Linked DNA regions of Mus musculus: region 2 is linked to region 1. The links are chromatin contacts, called in public promoter capture Hi-C maps. All regions are on one chromosome and are shown on one strand. Each heading gives the region's core, a stretch centred on a gene start, on an enhancer-like site or on the middle of the called end of the contact. The rest is flanking DNA. Distances are from core to core; before and after follow the strand shown. Region 1 holds the start of Htr2b (5-hydroxytryptamine (serotonin) receptor 2B). Region 2 overlaps Cab39 (calcium binding protein 39).

Region 1 (5,599 bases), core at 2,074-4,573:
TTGCTCCCTTGGCCCCAGTCTAAGAGCTCCTTTGCCCAGCATTATTACCGGTAGCAAAGCTTTATTTTATTAGTTGTTAAGTATTTGCAGATTGAGATGCTATTAAAATAGGTTATAATTTAAGACCTAAGTGTGCAGGTGATAGATATATTTTATGTTAGAATGTTTGTTTTTCTGCTTTTTATTATTAATATCTTAAGCAACAATTTTTATATATAAGCATTTTTTTCTCACTTCATGGGAAGCCCACTATTTGGAACCTTGTGAAGTGTTTGTTTGTCAGCTAACTTGAACACTTTAAAACTTTCCTCTGCTAAGATTCCTTCACCTAAGCCAGTTATTTACATACCTAGCTCAGAATTTTGCATTAAGCAGATGTTTGGTGTTTACAAACTGAACTTTCAAATTAAAGTGCACTTCTGTAAAATTTATACTATTCTTTATTCAATATTTTTAATCCTCTGTTAGCAAAACAAAGATAAAGCATTTTAGCATTTTCTGTATGCCCGCAAAGCATCAGAGTGTGGCTTTATGCTTTAAGCTGTAGTTAGGGCCCTAGAGTTGAGAGTTGGAATCTGTGTCAACCTACATCATCCTTACTCTGCTCCTGCTAGCTTCAGGCTGTTTTTAGAGTCTCATTTCTTACTCTTTATGGTACACATGTACCATTAGGCTATTCAGAAGGTTACAGAATTACTGAAGGCAAGGAAGAGAAAAACAATGCCACTGACTAAAGAGTCCACTAAGGCAGTGGAAGCTTGTGTGTTGTTGCTTATCCTGTCTTAGTTTGCTTTAAAGCTGGGTGAGCAAGCGATGCTTAAAATAAAGTTTTAACCCCTCACCATATTGCTACATATGAAGACACAGTGCTTCATTTCAGATAGCTCTGTGTTGTTTCTTATAAAAATAATTGGAATAGCAGTTTTCCTTCACTTTTAAATTTAATAAGCTTGTATGTTCTGGATTAGTGCACTTTATTTCTATAACTTGTATGTTTATTCTTGATATAGGTGCAGTTCTTAGAAGCCTGGTCATCTATAGTTTTAAGTTATTTATTAGTAGCATACCAGTTTATCCCAAGCATTGACTGATGAAATGTTCTTATAATGCTGACTTTGAAGCAGGAGCCTTTCAACAGACTCATTTGTGTTCTTCACATAGCTGGAGATAATGTAACACAGCAGAAACTCTATGCCTACTTTAATATCTTTTTTTATTATAACAATCTGAAAGTCAAACTATATTTTTATTATCACAGTAACTCAGGGTCTGTTCCATTTCTTTTATTAACTTACAAGTTTTTTGGGAACACAGATGGTCAGATACCATAAAAACTTTAAATAAATGGAACCTCTCTTGAGATACTTTGAGGAAGATCATTTCCTTTTGTAACTAAACATCTTCTCTAGCATGTGTAGACACCATGTCATAGCTTAGTACTCAGGTTAGAAAGAGCTAGGAGAGGAATTTTTTGAACAATGCCTAACTTTAATTGGGACTCGCTGATTTAATGATTCTATTATTAAAGTCCCACAATTGTCCTAGTTATCGATCACTTTGTTAAAGGGAAAGGATGAATAATTTTTTGAAAAATGTACTTTTTTTACTTACTAAAATTTTTAGGTAACAAATGCAGAATCTACAAATATTGCCAACTTAATGACTTTATAAAGATGGCTGAGGAAGGGTAAACATGCTCCTAAGAAATTATTTGTATGTCCTTTCACAGTAACTACAAATCATGAAAAATGAAGGAATGTTCCCTTCTGTGTTTTTAATCCAGGTCCTTCTTTTATTTCAAACAAAATAAAGGTCAGTGAGTGTCCATTTCACTACGTTAGTAGTGTTCAGTGGCAGGAACAAGGGGAAATACTCACCAAACATGATTGTCAAGAGGGCAATCGGCATCACAAACAATCCAACCAGCAAATCTGCTATCGCCAAGGACATTAAAAAGTAGTTGGTAGCGTACTGCAGCCTTTTCTCCAGTGCAACAGCCAGAATCACAAGGATGTTCCCACCAATGGTGGGTATTATCACCGCGAGTATCAGGAGAGCTGCCCAGTGCACTGTATGCCCCTGTCCCTCCACAGTCTGCTTCATTTCCTCTGCTACTGAGTCTGTCTCTAATCCAGAACGGTTAGTCAGGATCAGGTGATCACATGTCTTCTGTAAAATGTGCTCAGAAGTTGTGCTTTGTTCAGACATTTTATAAGATGAAGCCATTCGCCTTTTGGTGACTCAGTCCAGTTCCAGACAGTGGTCAGCATGGTCAGTAGCTAAGCAAGTCATCTGCTTTAGCAAAGCATTTAGCAAACCTACCAGACACTCACAGCCAAGGTGACTTCTTCCTTCTAAAAAGATTCAGGCTCTCGAAGATGGGACTGTGTACACGTCTGTCCGTGTTTGCAGGTAAGACATCCACATTTTAGATTTTCTAGAGGCTTAGATTCCAGAAGACTTGATGAAAGACACCAATAGATGTGGATGAAAAATGTTAGTTTATCATTTCTTTTTTTCTATAATTTTAAGACATGAATTTATCAGAGTTTCCTTCTAGATACAGAGGTAGTTATTTCTAAAAAGCAGTAAAAAAACACTAGAGCTTCCCCCTCCCGTTTTGATAGGACGGTATGTATTGTGACAGTGCAGCCAGTGCCCCCAGAGTTGATAATAGAGACGATAGCGCATTACGTGGTATCTGGCCCTTGGATACCTTGTCCCTTAACTTTAGAAAGCATTCAGAATAGTGGCCCACCAGTAAGAGGCAAGCCCACCTATGAGTAAAGAATTTACCAGCTAAGAACCTGAATGAGTGTTGATTTAAAAGCTTGTTTGTAACTCATTTTATAATTCTTAAAATAATTTCTTAAGTTGGAGAGAAAGTAGTACAAAGTATCACTAGCCAAATACTTGCTTTTAGTAGTAATCACTTCTTTCCACAAGATTTTAAATGTAATCAAATCAGTCTGCCAACTTTGAACCAGTTCTTTTTAAGTTCTTAAGTCTTCTTTACTTTCCCAGTTCCCTTGAGAAGCACTTTAAGAGGAAGATTATGTTATTTGTTCATTACACTGACAACTCCCATATTAAATTTGCCTTCATATTTATAATTTTTAAACCACTGAATAGATACAAAGGAATGTGGAAGCAGAGCTCCTGAAGATTAAAATGGGAACAACAAAAACCTGCTAGTTGCATATGAATTTGCTAAATACTCACCGCTTGTCTTCTGTGGCTTCCTAAGCCAGCCGTCCTGTGTCTGTTCAGTTGGACTCCCTCTCCTGGCAGATCCTCCCCCACTGACTTGCTCTGAGTCTTAGCGGCTGGTGCTCGTAAGCAGTGTAACAAATGTGTTGTGCAGCTGTCTGCCTGCCAGAGAGGTTGTTTCCTCTTTGATACTGTCATTATTAGAATATAGCTATAGTCATTGTAATTCATAAAACTCCTCGTTAATCGTGTTCCAACCAGTTCATGACCTGATTCAAGTTCTATTCTTATGTGTTCTCTTTGATATTTAGAGGGTAAACTCTAAACTTTAGCATAAGATGATTTTATTTGGAATGAGGCCTAGGCTGTTTTTCCCTTTTGAGAAAAGAAGATAAAATGGAGAGTCTCCTCCATTAGCTGTATAGCAGTTCACACACTTGGGATTTTTACCTGTGAGACAATATTTTCATCCAGCTAATGCCTTTGCTGTGGAGTGCAATAAATTTACTCATGTCACAGCCTTATATAGAAAAGCACAGAAAAAGCTGCATGCTGCTTGTATACATAGATTTTTGGCAGAAACTTTGTCACTGTTCATTTTTAAACAGCATCTGAATTTGGAAGCTGGTTCATTGGCAACTTCTTTTCCAGTGATTTTTAATTGGGAAAAGTGTATAATGTGAAGTAAAAATCTATTTCTGCCCTATTTCTGAAAAATAATGTATAAATCTTACCATGTATGCTCTTGAGATTTTCTCTAAACTATAAACCTGGCTTAACATTAAAGCTACAGCAGGGCAGTGGTGTCACAGCACTTAGGAGGTAGAGGCAGGCAGATCTATCTGAGTTCAAGGACACCCTGTTCTACAGAACCAGTCCTGACACAGCCAGCACTACACAGAGAAACAAAACAAGACAAAAAAAAAGCCTCTAGTATTCTCAGTGTTTCCTTTTTAAAGGGTCTTCACAGGTCTCTCAGAGTTTAATTGCTTCTTTACGTAACTGATGGGATTTGTGTGTTTCTTATTAAGCATATTCATACATATGCATAAGGCATTCCATCATGTTTCACATCCTCTTGACCTCCCTTGTCCTCCTTCTCATCGCTGCCAGCCCTCTTCTACTTTCCTGGGTTGAATCTTTGCATCAGTGTCCCGGCAGGCTGTTTTATTAGCTTATTTACAGACCATGGACACAGTAGCAGTGAGGGTACCACGGAAGAAAATGGCTTTCTCTTCTCCATCAACCATTAGCTCAGGATAATCCTCAAGATCTATTTATTTTCTTTCTTCTTTTTCTTCCTTCTTTTGGGTCATCATTCCTGTTTGATTTCTCATAGTACTTTTGTTGATTGCATTTCCTAAAATTCTTAAATTTTTGTTAACATCTTATTTGGTTTTTGCATGCGTGATGTGGGGAAGGGTGTGTATGGCTCAGCACACTGTGTGGTCAGAAGACAGTTTGCATGTGTGTCCCAATGATTAAACTCAGAAAGTCAGGCTTGGCAACAGGTTTCTTACCTGCTAAGTCATCTCACCAACCCCTATTTCCGATACCTGATTAATTGTTCTACAAGTTTCATAATACTCAGATTCAGTTTCTTTCTACTCATTTATTTTCTATTTCCTATTGAGAGCTAAGGCTGGTGGTTTGCATAAGGTCTGATTGATTTCAAGATGTTGATTGATAATCATGTTGAGATCTCTTGATTCTTTGTAAATTGCAAAACGGTTATACAATTTTTTAAAAGATTTATTCATTATTTTATGTATGTGAGTGTACTGTAGCTGTCTTCAGACACCAGAAGAGAGCATTGGATCCCATTACAGATGGTTGTGAGCTACCATATTGTTGCTAGGAATTGAACTCAGGACCTTTAGAAGAGCAGTCAGTGCTCTTGACCGCTGAACCATCTCTCCAGCCCCATGGTTATATAATTTTATCATGACTTCATTTACTATTACTTTAAATCATTACATGCACATATGTGTGAGCAAAGATTACTGTTAAGAGTTTTGCTTTCAGTGTGTTTTGCATTGCAGTCTCTGCTTAGATGCTTGTTGGTCCATCTAGAGCTGTCTGCTGAAACATTGACAAACCTACAAAGAGCTTATAGCTTTATTATACTCCTCAAAAGAGATTAAATGCCTAAACTAGTTTATTATAGGCTGTCTTTCCTTGTCCAAATACTTGTGTTTTCTAAAGAATGTGTCAGAGCTGGAATGTTACTAGACTAAAACTTAACAGGATTTTGTTTTTTTAAGGCTTTTGCATTTCCAGCCCTCACTACCAATTTCTGCTTAACTGCAGTCAACTGTAAGCCCTGTAACAGAGTTTGTGTTCCAAGCAAAATTGTTTTTTCTAAGTCTCATAAAATAATGCCATTTGA
Region 2 (5,599 bases), core at 1,430-3,929, 260 kb before region 1:
GAAAACATTCAAGATTGAAAAGTTGCATTTAAAGTGTGATCACTTTCTAGGTTCCTATTACCAGAACGATTATCCTGGGTGTGGTTTCTTTGGTGTTATAAAGGGTTAATTTTACTTAAGGCAGTTACTTAATGTGATTTTTTTTTTTTTAACCCTTAAAAAAAGTGGGAGATGTATACAATTGTTAATGACATGAAAGTGTTTCCTTTCTCCTGAGGAAAAGTGAATTTCTTATCAGAATATCTGGCTGGCCCTGTAATTTAAATTAAAATAAAATTTTGGAGAAACTGTCTTGTGATGTCCTTTAGACAGTCATATGTCACTGTGGAGAATTCCATCAAGAGACAAAAGCACGTGATTTGTCAGTGGGTAGGAAATAGTTAACACTTTTTTCCGTACTCAAGGTTTAGTGCGCCTGCAGTTTTACCCTTATCTTGCCCCTGTGTGAGGTGATTATTGTGTCACATAGCCCATTCTTGTCTCCAAGTTCAATATCAGTGGTACCATTTTATGGTACCTCTGCCCACCCCCATGGGAGTGTAGATGTATCTTTTGTTCCTTTATCAACAGTGGAGACTAACTGCTTGACAGGGAGACTTACAGGTCACCGGAGCATGTCCATGGTGAAGGTGAGACCTAGAAAGCCTAGTCCTCTGGCACCAAGGCCCATGTGGCCCCTATTCTGTCTCCAGAGGTGGCTCCTCGTCTATGTACAACCCTGCCAACACTTAACCTTGTCAGTCAATAAGCTCTCCATTTTGGGCCACAGAGCACAGGGCCTGCTCTTGCCAGCGATACTTCAGTAGAGTAAAAGCATCTTACTGTTCATCTGCCAGGCCAGAGTTACCTTCCCCGAAGCTCACATTCCATTCCCTACCCCCATGGTCTCCATGGGATCCTTGCAGTCTTCCAGCTGCATGCTGACCAGGCATCCTGGGCTGCTTATGTCCATCCTAACCTGCAAGGACTCATGGGCTCATGATCATTGAATCCCCAAGGGCTGCAGTGTTCCACAGTCACCCCAGGTCGTAGGGGATCCCACTACCCTTGCATTGCCCTGCCTCAACCTGGTTGCTCTGCCAACCATCGCTGAGCTGCTTCCTCATAATTCAACAACTAGACCTCAGGAGTGATCTGAAAATTTCCTACCATGTGTGATCATCAGTTTTCTTCTACTAAAGCTTACTTCTAGTTATCCCATGTACCTCCCTCCACGAAGCACTTAGGAGGCCAAGACTGTCTTGCTAAGGCCTGGAAGCTCCGGGCCTCCAGGAATCTGTCTCCCTGCACTCAACACTACCCTGAGGGCCAGTGACTGCACAAAGATGGAACTGTTGTGGCACCATCCCCTACAAGGACCTCAGAAACCCATGTCTGATTCCCTGTATTTGTGTCCCTGGAGAGCGCTCTCGCTCTCTCTTTCTCTCTCTCTCCCCCTCCCTCCCTCCCTCCCTTTCTCTCTCTCTCCCTTACACACACACACCAGGTTCCTGGATAAGAGATTACATCCTCTGCAGTTACCTGCAACTCAAGTACCTTGTAGGTGTCTATGGACATAATCTGCATTTGCACACAGGTGACAGGTTTTGTAATTTTAGCTGATCAAAATTAAAACTTCCCAGGCAATAACTTAACCACCTGCAACTCTGTGGTCCCTGGAATGTGTCTCAGTGACACTCTGTTGGGTGGAAATGGGGATAGATACATTTTGCAGTAGGTGGAGTTAGGTGGAGTTTCCTTTCTGTTGAGATGCAGATGTGAACAGTGGCCTCAGTGACTAGCAGGCCATTGGAAACTCCCAGGAGCCACTGGGGTCCTGGCCCTCTTGGAGTTTCTACCAGTGGGTAGAGCTGGATGCCAATCTGTAACTTGGACTCAGGACCATCAGTGTGCCTTGTACACTGCCTATATATGATGGCCACGGGGCCCTTCTCAGGACCCAGCAACTTCTCTGATGATGAATGACAACTGGCTCGTAGGAAAAGAAAAACTGCTTCTCAATCTGTCTGAAGTGTGTTCATCTGCCTTCTGGACTCTGAAGCAGGTCTGAGCCCCAACATCCACCATAATACCCAGCTTTGATCCTCACTGACCCAAGTGTTTCCCAAGACCTGGTCCCAAACATGATATTGCCTCATTGGAAGCTGTGTCCCAAGACTGTCCCAAACAGCCTGCCTAGCACCCCATCCCTGTAGCAACCCAGCCTCTAGGTGGCTGCACTGAGCTGCTTTTATGCTTTAAGCCCACTGGAGGGCAGTGTAGTTCCTTGGTTTAGTGCTGCAGATTTATCTGGGCATTGAAAAGACCTAGGAGTCCAGTTTTTGGGGGGGTTTTGTTTGTTTGATTTATTTATTTATTTATTTATTTTGGTTCTGGTGGGTTTTTTTGGTTTTGTTTTTTTTTTTTTTTGTATTATTTATTTAGGTTCTGGTGTTGGGCAGCCTGGAGATTGTTGGAGGGACTTCACTTTCAAACAAGCTGGAGTAGTTAGGTAGGGATAGAAACAGATGTGGGGAGCAGAGGAAGCCCTGGGTGAATGTGGTGTTGACATGAGTATGCCAGTGGTGTTTCTGCCTTCTGCACCAAGCAGGCAGACATTGTTCTTTGTGGTTCTGAGAGGCAAGCTCTGAAAGCCCCCCTTCATTCTCCAAGCCTTGGCCTGTTGGAAGCAGCACAGAGGGATCCAACATCTAACATTCTTTGTGGGCTACAGAACCTGTGGACACGCTCTACTGCTGGCTGAGGACAAGGCAGCATCTGAGACTTAATGTGTTCTCTTACTGAATGTCCCATGGCACCCACACTGAGATGTTAGCCTGGGATGGGTCCCCACAGACCAGGACCTGCTTGTTATGGATACCCCGTATGCCCTGCCTGCACCTCTAGAAGACCAGAGCCAAATCTCTGGGGTCAGGGAGAACATTCCAGGCATTGAAAGTTAGGAGGCTTATAATACACAGCATCTGAATGACAGCCCCCAGAGTCTCTGGGATCCTCGGAGGGCAGGAGGCACTGTAAGTGTGAGTGGGCTATCTGGGTGGCATTTTGCTCCTCATGGACTGTACGGACACAAGGGTGTCTACAGAGCACGTCTAGCGCACACCCTGTATTCTCCATGGAAGATGTGGAATTTTGACCCTTGACTTGTGGTTGGGAAGAACCAGGTGTTAAGGATTATCTCACTGAAAGGATCTGTCCGTTTCAATCTGGCTGTGGTTTTGACAACAGTAGAAGCAAAATGTCAAGTTCACCTGGAAGCAAACATAAAGGGCCAGGACAGAGCAGGGTTTCCAGTTCTCCCCAGCATGCCCTGCTTCATTTCTGCTCCCCCTGCTGGCCTTGCTGCATCTCTGTTCAAGATGGGGAGAAGAGTAAAAGCCAATTCTTAGGCTTTCTAGGGGGCCTGAGGAAAGTGCCCAGCACACAGTAGGTCATCAACACATGATGACTTGGGAAGCCCAGTGGAAAGGGATCCTATGTTCAGAATACGGGATCTGAGCAGCTCTGGCCTCAGTCTCTTCCAAGCAAGTTTAAGTCTCTGGTCTTGTGCTAATGAGAAGAATACAAGCAACATATGTCTTTCCACCCCATAAGAGTGGAGGCAAGGAGAACCTAAGAAATCCCCAAGGTGGCAGAGGACTTTACCTGAATGCCTTGCCTGGTAAGGGAATGAATGCTTCATGCAAACATTGAGAGATTGAGGGAGATGAGGGATAATCAGCAGGGCTCTGGGAAGCAGAGTTGGTTTCAGTGATAGAGCAGTGCTTCTCAACCTATGGGTCTCGACCCCATGGGGTCACATATCAGATATCCCACATATCCGATATTTACATTGCAATTCATAACTGTAGCAAAATAGCTGTATAGTTATGAAGTAGCAAAAAACAATTTGATGGTTGGAGGGGGTCACTACAACCTGAGTAACTATTTAGAGGGTCGCAGCATTAGGAAGGTGGTTGAGAAGCATTGAGTTAGAACCTGGAAGATCCCTGAATATAACAATAGGCCACTTGGCCCACAAACAGCTTCCTCCACATTTTGCCAGGAAAGCAGTGGTTGGGCAGTAGAAGGAACTGCAGATCCTGACCACTCTTGGCTGTTCTATTTTCTTTTTGTACAGGTCTTGCTATGTCATCCTGGCTGGCCTCAAATTTATTAATCCTCTAGCCCCCATCTCCCAACTGCTGGGATTACAAGTGTATGCTACCATGCCCAGTTTAGAATCTAGAGCATTCCTGAGGTGTGGAGATACTATGACCCTGCCAGAATCTGACACAAAAGTGAACCAAGAAGAGGGAAAGTAGGAACTGGTCAGCTCCAGGTTGGAGTCTAATACAAGGCTGGGTGTTCTGCAGACTCCCGGCCCGGGGCACCGCCAAGTTACAGCTGCCCCCTGCACCTCAGTCAAGATCACCTAATTATAATCTGAAGGTCAGTTTACAGTAACCCAACACCTTTGTCCAGCACATCCAAGACACTCAATGAACTCATAAGATCAGTGCAGAGGTCCTCAGAAAAGAACTCTACTTTGACAAAGCTACAAAGCTTTGAAACAAGAGCTACTCACCGAGCCAGAGCATTGATACCTGCTGCCTGCAGTTCCAACACTCAGGAGGATGGAGATGTCCAGCCCTGACTACTAAACTAAATAGTGAAACATTGTCTCAAAACAAAACAAAACAAAATCAGAATCAAACAACAAAACCTTTCAGGGCTACAATGATACAATTATTTCTCTCATTTAGAGGGATAAAAACCAGAGGAGGGTAAAGAAAGAAATAGTCTAGAGGAGAGAGAGAGAGAGAGAGAGAGAGAGATGTGTGTGTGTGTGTGTGTGTGTGTGTGTGTGTGTGTGTGTGTGAGAGAGAGAGAGAGAAAATCAACCAGGAATTCTATCTCTAGGAACCCTAGGTGATGTGGCTTAGCCAGTAACATCACTCAGTGCCCTGAGTTTGATCCCTGGTACCCACACAGTGGAAATATGACCGATGGCACAAGGGTACATGGAAATGAGTAAACACAACTGAAAAAGATGTCAGAGTAATATCTAATAAAGCTGACCTTCAAAAGTGATGGTGAAATGAAGGCATTTCCAAAAACACACAGACTGGGAGACTTACTGCTCACCGACCTCTCTCAGAGGAAGTCAATACTAGAGAAAGTTCTTTAGGCTGAAGATAAGCTGGTGCTAATTAAATCTACAGCAAGAAGTGTTCCAGATAAGGTGAATACGTAGGTTTTCAAAACAGATAAATATGCTTTTTCCTCTGACTTCCAAAAGACAAGTTTATATAAGACAAGTGCAGTGCTGTAGTGTTTTGCTAGTTTTGTAAGTAGGTTTGCTGTCTATGATGTAATGGCACACAGGAAAGAGGGGCAGAGCTGGCTTATGGCGGAGCAAAGGTTCACATTTTACCCCAGTGGAGTTAGCATCAAACATCAGTAAAGCCTGGTAAAACGCATACTGATACCTAGAGCAGCCACTTTTTAAAGGGCTGTTTAAAAAATTCAACAAGAGTTAAAATGATACCAAAAACATTTTTTGAGAACAGTAGTCAGATGCTTCTAATGAGAAAGGGGTTGGAAGAGAGATAGGAGC

Evidence for each region. Promoter capture Hi-C pulls out the DNA fragments that hold promoters and counts their contacts.
Region 2: a promoter capture Hi-C map of neural stem cells shows a contact between it and region 1. The contact joins the enhancer-like site here to the promoter of Htr2b in region 1. A contact is called at or near these places in 11 of 39 promoter capture datasets (the 3T3-L1 cell line, the C10 cell line, the HPC-7 cell line and 7 more), 1 of 484 Hi-C or Micro-C datasets (embryonic stem cells) and 2 of 9 other capture datasets (adipose tissue and liver).

The regions. Positions count from the first base shown.
Region 1 is chr1:86,108,657-86,114,255 of GRCm38.p6, forward strand. It overlaps Htr2b (5-hydroxytryptamine (serotonin) receptor 2B), which reads right to left and starts at 3,324. Exons shown (of 4, transcript NM_008311.3): 1 at 3,223-3,324; 2 at 1,878-2,460. The coding sequence starts at 2,226. All of the region lies in intron 16 of Psmd1 (proteasome (prosome, macropain) 26S subunit, non-ATPase, 1), which reads left to right.
Region 2 is chr1:85,851,287-85,856,885 of GRCm38.p6, forward strand. Cab39 (calcium binding protein 39) reads left to right here. Exons shown (of 9, transcript NM_133781.5): 9 at 1-291. Among named protein-coding and RNA genes, the nearest start is that of Itm2c, 40 kb to the right of the region's middle. Within about 2 kb of position 2,680, at least 27 of the 459 cell types and tissues checked have an H3K27ac peak or open chromatin away from gene starts, as enhancers often do. A contact at or near this core is called in neural stem cells, where this site is marked.